Regions from separate parts of the Mus musculus genome. Here region 2 is linked to region 1. Evidence: chromatin contacts called from public Micro-C data. All regions are on one chromosome and are shown on one strand. The core of a region is the stretch at or near the end of the contact, and the rest is flanking DNA. Distances in the headings are between cores, read along the strand shown.

Region 1 (4,457 bases), core at 65-2,564:
AAGATCTACAAGAACTCAAACGGGGGGGGGGGGCGGGCGGGGGGCGGGTTGAATCTGACAAAACTTATACATTTGTTTCATTTCAGTGTCCAGAAACGCCTGAAGCAACCTTTCACACACGTTGCCAAAGGATGCCCAGGAGTCCTAAGATTCTGTCTGAGGATCCAGGATTTTAAACTGACCCCGGCTCTCTCTGGATGAGGCTGCGTCCCCATGGTTCCTGCCTAATCCTTGCTCTGTGGTTCCTTTCTCCTGGTCTCCTGGCTCATGAAACAAGGCCTGTACAGACCTTGGCTTTGGACTCACCCACTGGCACACCCCACCCCACAAGCCTTCAGCAAAGTCAGAGAGGCGCCTTTCATGGCTTCAAAAGTTCCACCAGGTTCTCCAGCCGCAGGGGGCTGGAGTGGGTAACTGAATCCTACTCAAGGCAGGAAAAAAAAAAGCGCACAGTGACCTTTTGTCCCAGAAGTTCCCGGCTTTCCCCGGCCAGCCAGCCAGCGGAGGCGGCCCAGCCAGCCAGGAGGGTAAGGAATTGCAGATGTGCGCCCAGGGCGGCCGCCTCCCTTCTGCTCTCAAAACCCGGCTGGACACCTCGGCGTCGCTCCGGGCTGCGCAGCTATCCGGTCCAGGGCTCCCGCTCCTAGCTTTGGGCCAAGGCTCCGGGGAAGTCACTATCTATCCTGTCGCCAAGAGCTCGTTCCAGCAAAGCTTTTCCACAGTTCCCACCCTTCTAGGGACAGGAGATTCTTTTTGAGTCGCAAGCAAGATGGGCAAACCTTTCTGAGCGCACCAGGAGCTGTTTGGGACGCCCCGGGGCGGGCTGCTGACACCGCACAGGTGAGGTCTCCTGTCCTCGGTGGGCGCGGCAAACTGGGACTCTGGACCACCACTCCGAGCCCGGAATGATGAGGTTGCTCGTGGCGGCCTTTGTGGGCCAAGTGAAGGAAGCACCCTCCTGGTGGAGACACCTCTGTGTTGCGGGGCTCCTTTTCTGGGACCTGCCTCGTTGCCCCTGCTCTGTGAGGTCCTGGCTTGGTTCCTCTTACACGGAGTTTAGTCGTCCTCCTCCCCACGCCCCCATGTCCCCGAGACGTCACTCTGGGTCCGCGCGCGGGGAAGGAAGGCCTGGCTAATGAAAGCCCCACAATCGCCGCCCCTAGCAGGTCCCCTGTGCCTGGCTCTCTGGCCTAGGCTCTGAGGGAGAAGGCCGCTGTGCACTCACCGCACATGGTGGCTCCGATCGCTCCAGACGCTCAGACGACTCGCTGCGCCTCGCGCTCCCTGGCTCAGGCTCCCGCCGCTCGGTCTCCTGCCCTTATAGCCAGCCAGTAGCCCTCCGAGAGGGGTGGGGCTGGGGCGGAGCCTCCTGCCGCCTGCTTGCTCCTTATTGGTTTCTGGTTGTCGTGACAACAGCGGGGGGCCCCCAAGACTCAGGGTAAGGGGTGAGGGGCGGCTCCCAAGCTCCAGTCTCTACTGTAAGGGGAGGGAGGAAGCCCAATCGGTGGTAAACACCTTGAGTTGGAATTTTGAGTCAGTCATATTAGACGTGAAACTTTAGCAAGGGGGACAGATCGCTCCGTGCCTCAGTTTCTTCATTTGTAAAATGTGATAATAATAAAATGTACCTCTCAGATCCTCCTGAGGTTAAGGCCAGACAGACTGTGTAGACACAGAGTACAACCAATCTGTCTCTCTCTGTCTCTGTCTCCCTCTCTGCCTTTCTCTCTCTGTCTCTCTGTCTCTCTCTCTGTCTCTCTGTCTCTCTCTCTGTCTCTCTCTCTCTCTCTCTCTCACACACACACACACACACACACACACACACACACACACACACAGAGTGGACTCCTATTCTTGCAACATGCCCCACTCACTATTCCAAACTTCTTTCAGAGCAAGAAAAAGTAGCACACACTAGGCTTGTGAACTTCTTCCAAGCCTGCCAGGAGCAAACTGGGCTTGGCTGAAAAAGGGAGAAAATTGAAGCTCCTTATTAAGATATAAGATATTGACCAAGATGTGCCAGAGCCCGGACCTGAGAGGTGCAGGGGGTAGGCATCCCCCAGGTCTAAAGGAAAGCTGGGCCGCCCCGGAAACCGCCCCATAATGGAGATGCGCTGGCAGACCCGTCTGGCAAGCCGTGAGCCTGCATCCAAGCCAGGGGCTCCACCGCCCCACAGTGACCTGGAGCCTTGGTTCGACCCTGCGACGGATGAGTCACGAGGCTGGCTTTCCCCCGCCCTAGTTCCCGGCTGTCTCCTCCTCTCCTCTCTGTTCTCCAGCCCCCTCATCTCCTGAGAAAAGACCTGGCCCAATATTTGCTCACTTTGAAGCCATCTGTGTGTGCATGGTTTAACTTAAATAAATAAATAAATTGTTGAAATCTAAATCAATGGTATTCCCCAATTATAGTTTTTAAAGAGAAAAACTAGCGTAAGTCTTGTGTTTGGCGTTTTTTTTTTGTTTTGTTTTTTTTTTTTTCCGTAGCTTTGCAGCTCCCTGGGAATGGAGGTGTTGTGCCCACTGAGGAGTTTGAAATTCGATGGTACTGACTGAGAAGGTTGGGCTGAATCATCTGATGCCTAAAGCTGACTCAGGAGCAGCACTGCTCCTTCACCTCAGCGACGCAAGGTGACACTCATTCATTCATTTACCCATTCATCATTCATTCCCAAATCTGCACTTCACATCTCTCCTGGTGATAGGAACTTAATGAATGAAGACAGATCCAGCCTCCTGGCTCTTACAAAACAATGGGTGGGGCAGACACTAAGCTGGTGGTCACATAGGAAATTGGACATCTGACATCTCTGTAGAGAAGGCCCTGGGCTGGGCAGAACTCCACAGAAGGGGACAAGAAACAGGCCTTCTACTGGCACCAAAATACCAGGATCCCCGTGTCCTTGCATAGTGCATATCTGTCCTCCACTTTTATTGTAATTTTGTGTCTCCATATGAAAAGTGGCAGGGGTGACTGCTATGACCCCTGGAGGCATCCTTTGCTTTTGGGACCAGTAGGCCTGGGAGCCTTTGGAAGAGTCATAGCCACTGGACTCACCTGGCTCTAGGATTGGTCAGGGATTTTATGTGACCATGCTCAACAACCTCCTGCATTTGGAGACATAGAGGAAACAGAAAAGAACAGATTCTCTTGGTACAGCTGTATGGGGGATAGTTTGGGGAGTTAGTGATCACATTTGGGATGAGATAGAGGGTGTCTAAGAGTGGAACGAGCCAGAGTAAATTGGATCCTTAGATGGACAAAGTTACACATTTCCAGAGCCCTGACTGTTCATGGATTTTTTTCATAATCACAGCTCTGTGGTTTAAACATGTCCCCAAAGCAAGTGCTGTGTGATACAATTTTCAATGATCTACTATTACCAGGCAGGACCTCTGAAAATCGATTGGGCTACGAAGGCTGCACCTCCACCAACAAATTAATGCTAATTAAAAGAGTGCACGGACCTTTGAGTATAGCCTCTCACATCCTCTAGATCGAGGTTATCTTCCTGTAGGATAATATGACAGGAAGATCCATGCCAGACACCACCCCTCACTTACCGACCTCCTAGCCTCTAAAAACCACAAGGCTATAAGGATTTATTACTTAGGAATCACCTAGCCTATGGCGTTCTGTGAGAGAAAACTTAATAAATTCCTATCTTTACTTGACTACCCACTGCAGTCGCTTCTGTCATGTGAGACTAAGTGCAGCCCTGACACCTTCACCCTACAAGTACTCTGACCAGAGAGAGGTTCGGTGGAATGCTCAGGTAGGGAGCGACAGCCCTAGTCCATTAGGTCCTTGTTGGAGGTAACTTTCATGTCCTCATCCTAGTCAGGGACCTGCTCCAATGTATGCAAGAAATCCCCAAAGAGTCAAACCATCGATGAGGATTTAGCTGTGGGAGTTCAGGTATGGACCCTTTTGGAGGACAGAAGCAGTGGAAAGGAGCATCAGAACCTCTCTCAGCATGGCTTGTACCTCTCTTTAGAGGAGGGTGAGCCTGTATACCCATAGGCAGAACCCTGTCTACCCATTCAGAGCAGGCTGCTGTACCTGGCCTGGGGGCCCTGGATGTCCAGTACTAACATGCTGTCTATGGGTGATTCTAGCACCACTTTTCAGGGACACTTTGACCCCACTGGCCAAGAAGGTGAGGCATGTATTGGCTTCTTCACCTATACACGTGTCTCAACCCTCTCTGTAGTTGGGAGATTTACTCTCTGCTCCTCTCTGGCCCATGGCCATTCTACCTGAATAGCCCAGTGAAGCTCCACAGCTATCCTCCTGACATGGTATGTGAATCTGCCATCTCCCAGGCACAGGCTCTGCTCATCTGCCTTCCCTGGGATGCTATTGCTGGAGTCTGACCATGGTGCCCAATTTGTCCATGACATAGCAACTCTTTTGGGGCCCTGGATTTTCACCATTTAGCATGTTATCATAAGGG
Region 2 (4,235 bases), core at 577-3,076, 230 kb before region 1:
AAACCTTTCTGCTGGACTCATACAAGCACTATCCAAAAGGGGACTTAATTTGGGGGTGAAGACAAGCAACAGATAGTGGCACTCAAAACACTTTGGAGTACAGCATCTTAAGTGAGGATGGTGGTCTGGGTTGCCTGGGGAGAACCAAGCCCCAAGAGCAAACCACAGATTTCATAACACTTTACAGCTCTTTCTGCAGAGTAGCTTGCCTCTCTCTTCCTCTTCCTTCCCTTCCACATGACCCTCACGGTTCTTTTCCCCACCAGAAAATAGTGTAGCATTGTTACTGCCATAGTTTGGCAACATTACATGTCCCAACCACAGTGACTGGCACAGAGCAGGCAGCAAATATTTATTGAATGGAGCAAAGAAAAAAAAACTGTTCCTATGGTCAAATAGGGACCTTAAGTACTGCTTCTAACCTAGTGGAATAAGAAATACACTGGTGTAAAAATGACCGTTTAAGAGCCCAGTCTAAGTTGAAGAAAGACAACAGTAAAACCTTATGCCCCAAGCCAGTATGCCTCAACAACAACTGCTTAATATATGTTATACAAATACCGAGCTCAGAGAGCATATTTTAATATTTTAGACTATAAAAGCAAACACTATTGCCTAGATTAGGTCATCTGAACACGAATAGCAATTTTGGTTTTTAATCCTCTCAACATTGTAAGGTGAGAACGGGAGGATATAGAAGATGGGAGACATCTCCCCGAAGTCCAGCCTGCCAAAGTCCCCAAATGTCACACTCCACGGAGAAATGTCCTTTAAAACACGGCCAGTAATTAACAAATACCAGTTTACACCAAATCATTAAGAATTCACAGCCAGCATACACAAAGGGAACGCCAAGGCTAAATCAAATGGCTTCAAAGACGATTCCTGATCATTTTACCTTTTTTCCTTCTGGATGGGCACCCGTGACCAAAGACTTGGCTACTAGTTCAGCTACTCTCACATTCTTTATAATGTGAAAATCTCTAGCGTTTCATGACAGCACAACTATCGGGGCCAGAGAAAACCAAAAGCAACAGGGACCCTCTCCCCTTAGCCACTACTGGGGGGAGAGGGAGGGGGAGGGGGAGTAGATGGGGGGGGGGGCTCTGATCCCTAGAGATTCACTGCAGTGTTAAATCCGTGGGATTTCAGGAACAAACCTACCGATTCCAAAAAACAGGTTAAGCATCTCGTCCACCATGAACTAGTTCTGCGCCCCTGCACCACCTCCTTTGTCTCAACTGTCCCTGAAAACTCGCATTCCAGTGCCCTCCAGTAAACAAGCTAACTAAATGAAAAAGAGGAGGACGTTCTAAGTCTCGCTCTCTTTTAGTTTTAGGGTGAAATGCAGCAGGGTTTCTGGAGCCTCTTTCCTCAGCGGGGAGCAGGCCAGGCTCCACAGCGCGAGGACCTCGAGCCCCCTGGGCCGGCGGCCGAACGGCGCGCAGACCCCCGGCCACGCCGCCCCCGCGACCCCCGCCCGGCTTCGGGCTTCGGCTCCGGCCTCACCTCCGTGGATGGGCAGCGGTGCCAGCACCTGGCCGCGGACCTCGGCCTTGGGTGAGTCGAGCCCGTAGCGCCCGCGGTCGATGCGGAACGTGAGCGGGGTGCCGCGGCCGGGCTCCTGCACCGTCACGTTGATGAGCGCCGTGTAGTACTCCTGGCTCGCGTTGTCCGCTCGCGTCGGCCACAGGCTGCAAGTCAGCAGGGCCAGCGCCGCGAGCCGGGCCGGGCCCGCTCGCGCCGCGCCGCTCATGGTCCCTCCGGCCGCCGCCGCCGCCGCCGCTCGCGGACCGGGCTCCGGGGCCGGTGCTGAGAGGCGGGGCGGGCGCGGCCCGGGCTGCGGCGGGAGCGCGCGCGCGCCTCGAAACGAGCCGGGCACGAGCACGGCCCTCCTCGGCGCCGCGGCTCCGCCGTTCGCCGCCCTCACGTCCGCGGCCCGCGCGCGAGTGCGCGCCCGTGGATCTCTCAGGGGAAGGACGGCGCGTCAGGCCGTGTGCTGTCAGGGCACCTGGAATGCCCAGGGACTAGGCCTGCGGACAGGGCCCCTGAGAGGACTCGGAGTGGTGGGAAGGAGTGGTCCCCACTGCTCGGGGAGGGTCAGCAACGCCGCCTCAGGCGCGTGCCCGCCGCCGCCCCATTCCCTCCAGCAGAGCGGCAACGCGCAAGCCCGATGCGCAAACCCGTCCGCTGCGCGTGCGCAATAGGCGCTGCCTGCTCCCGCCCTCCCGCACGAGGGCCAGGGGCGGTCCAGTCACCTGCTTGCTGGCACTGGGTTCAGTGAACTGCCCCGGGCTTCATACCCCGCTATGACCTGGATCTGTGAAGCTTTCCAAGAACCTATAGAGATGTTGGAGATACCACTAAAAGAAACTAAGCTAATCGTTAAGGTTTTAAATTAAATGTCTGTGAGAGCTAACATTTCCACTGGGTTGGTTGCATGCTGTACAATAATTGACATCAGTCGGGAGAGTGCCTTTGCGTTTGGGGCCCAGTAGACTTGGACCCAATAAGGCATCTGAGTGGTTAGCAAGGTCTGTTAGAGACGGATGTTAACTTCATCAGGTTGGTATGGTCCTCTTCCCCCACTCCCCCCTCCCCGCCCCCAGAATACCCAGAGCCACAGGCCTTCACTTCCTTTTTGTAAAATGGCATAGTACCACGGCATTTAACAAGGACTCTGCTCTGTTTCTTCAGTAATTGGGCCTCTCCTCACTGGGTGAAATGGACCCCAGTACCTATTCTCAGGATGAGACCCCGGAGGTGCCTGCCAAAGAGTCACAGGCTATGTTTGGAGCCTGCATCAGACTATCTCTAATATGAATCTCCTTTCCCCTCCCATTTGTTGGTCTAATCTTCCCTTTGCTAAAAATGTGTATGGTATTAGCAAGGGTTTTTAGTGTGTGGGGTGCTGATGCCCCTGACGAGAAGTGATAGAAGTCCACACACACCTGATACAAAACCAGGGTAGAGGAAGGAGTAAACAACGAAAATAATTTTATGGTTGGGGTCACTACAACATAAAGAACTGTATTAAAGGGTCACAGCATTAGGAAGGTTGAGAACTACTGGTGTAACAGTATATGGGAAATGAGAATGTAGTGTTTAGGGTACTTGGGTGTGGGGGGCTTCCTGGAGGATGTGGGCTGAAGTCTGAATAGAGCCCTCAGATGCCTGTCAGTGAGCTACCCTCATGCCCACCTTGACAGGGCCATTTCTCTATCTCTACCACTTTCTTTGTCTCTTAAACCTCTTTGCCTGTCTCTCTTCCCATTTCTCAGTTCATAAGAATGCCTAGATCACCTGTTTGTCCCATGTCAAATTCCCTTCTTGCCAAGCTCCACTAAGATCTCAGCTACCACCTTTGCAGGTCCCAGATTCTATTAAGAGCTTTTGTCTGTCAGGATTTGATCTGCTTGCTACCTCTAGGTGTATAAGGACAAGTGTGTAAGGCCCATGGAACAGTGCTTGGGGGACTCCAGGGGTCAAAGCCTAAGCATGGCCCCATGGGCAGTGCTGAAACTCTCAGAGAGTTGTCTAGTTTTCCAAAGTCTGTCTCCTCCTCCCCTCTCCTCCCCTCCCACTCTCCCTCCTCCTCTTTCTCTTCCTCCATAGCCTCTTAACTTCTCTTCTTCCTCTTGTGCTTCCTCGTTTGTGTTCTTAAATTTTCTAAATGACCCCAACTGGTCATACAAAGCCCCGCTCTCATTTTATCAAAAGCAGCAGTTTGCTTTTACCACAATTCCTAGTCTGATTTTCTGCCCCCACATTAATGTACTTAATGTGTCTTTTCTTTGTGTTCTTGCAACGTTTGTATTGTCTAGTATTTTGTACTTTTTAATTATTAAATCATGGAGGCAGAGGCAGGCGGATTTCTGAGTTCGAGGCCAGCCTGGTCTACAGAGTGAGTTCCAGGACAGCCAGGGCTACACAGAGAAACCCTGTCTTGAAGAACCAAAAAACAATTATTAAGTCTTACTGGGTTGTGAATGTCTTCTGTCTTTCATTCTCTTCATTCACTAGTACACTGGATTTTTAGAGTTACAGTTATTGAGGTTGATGTTGAAATGTAACATCTGGGGGCTTGGGAGGTGACTCTGGGGTAAAGTGATCACTGTGCAAACATGAGAACCTAAGTTCTGAACCCCAGAACTCACATAAAGCCACATATGGTAACACGCGTTTGTAACCCCAGAGTTTCTGTGCAAAGATGCGAAGTAGAGCTAGGAAAATAA

What was found. A called contact is a pair of places that touch in the nucleus more often than the background predicts.
Region 2: a Micro-C map of embryonic stem cells shows a contact between it and region 1, with 2.1 times the contacts expected there. The contact joins the promoter of Rnf130 here to the promoter of Gfpt2 in region 1. A contact is called at or near these places in 2 of 39 promoter capture datasets (hippocampal neurons and neural stem cells) and 1 of 484 Hi-C or Micro-C datasets (embryonic stem cells).

Annotation. Positions count from the first base shown.
Region 1 is chr11:49,791,012-49,795,468 of GRCm38.p6, reverse strand. It overlaps Gfpt2 (glutamine fructose-6-phosphate transaminase 2), which reads right to left and starts at 1,314. Exons shown (of 19, transcript NM_013529.3): 1 at 1,226-1,314. The coding sequence starts at 1,232. Gm36507 (a long non-coding RNA gene) reads left to right here. Exons shown (of 4, transcript XR_003949545.1): 4 at 87-1,231.
Region 2 is chr11:50,022,922-50,027,156 of GRCm38.p6, reverse strand. Rnf130 (ring finger protein 130) reads right to left here and starts at 1,826. Exons shown (of 9, transcript NM_021540.4): 1 at 1,510-1,826. The coding sequence starts at 1,756.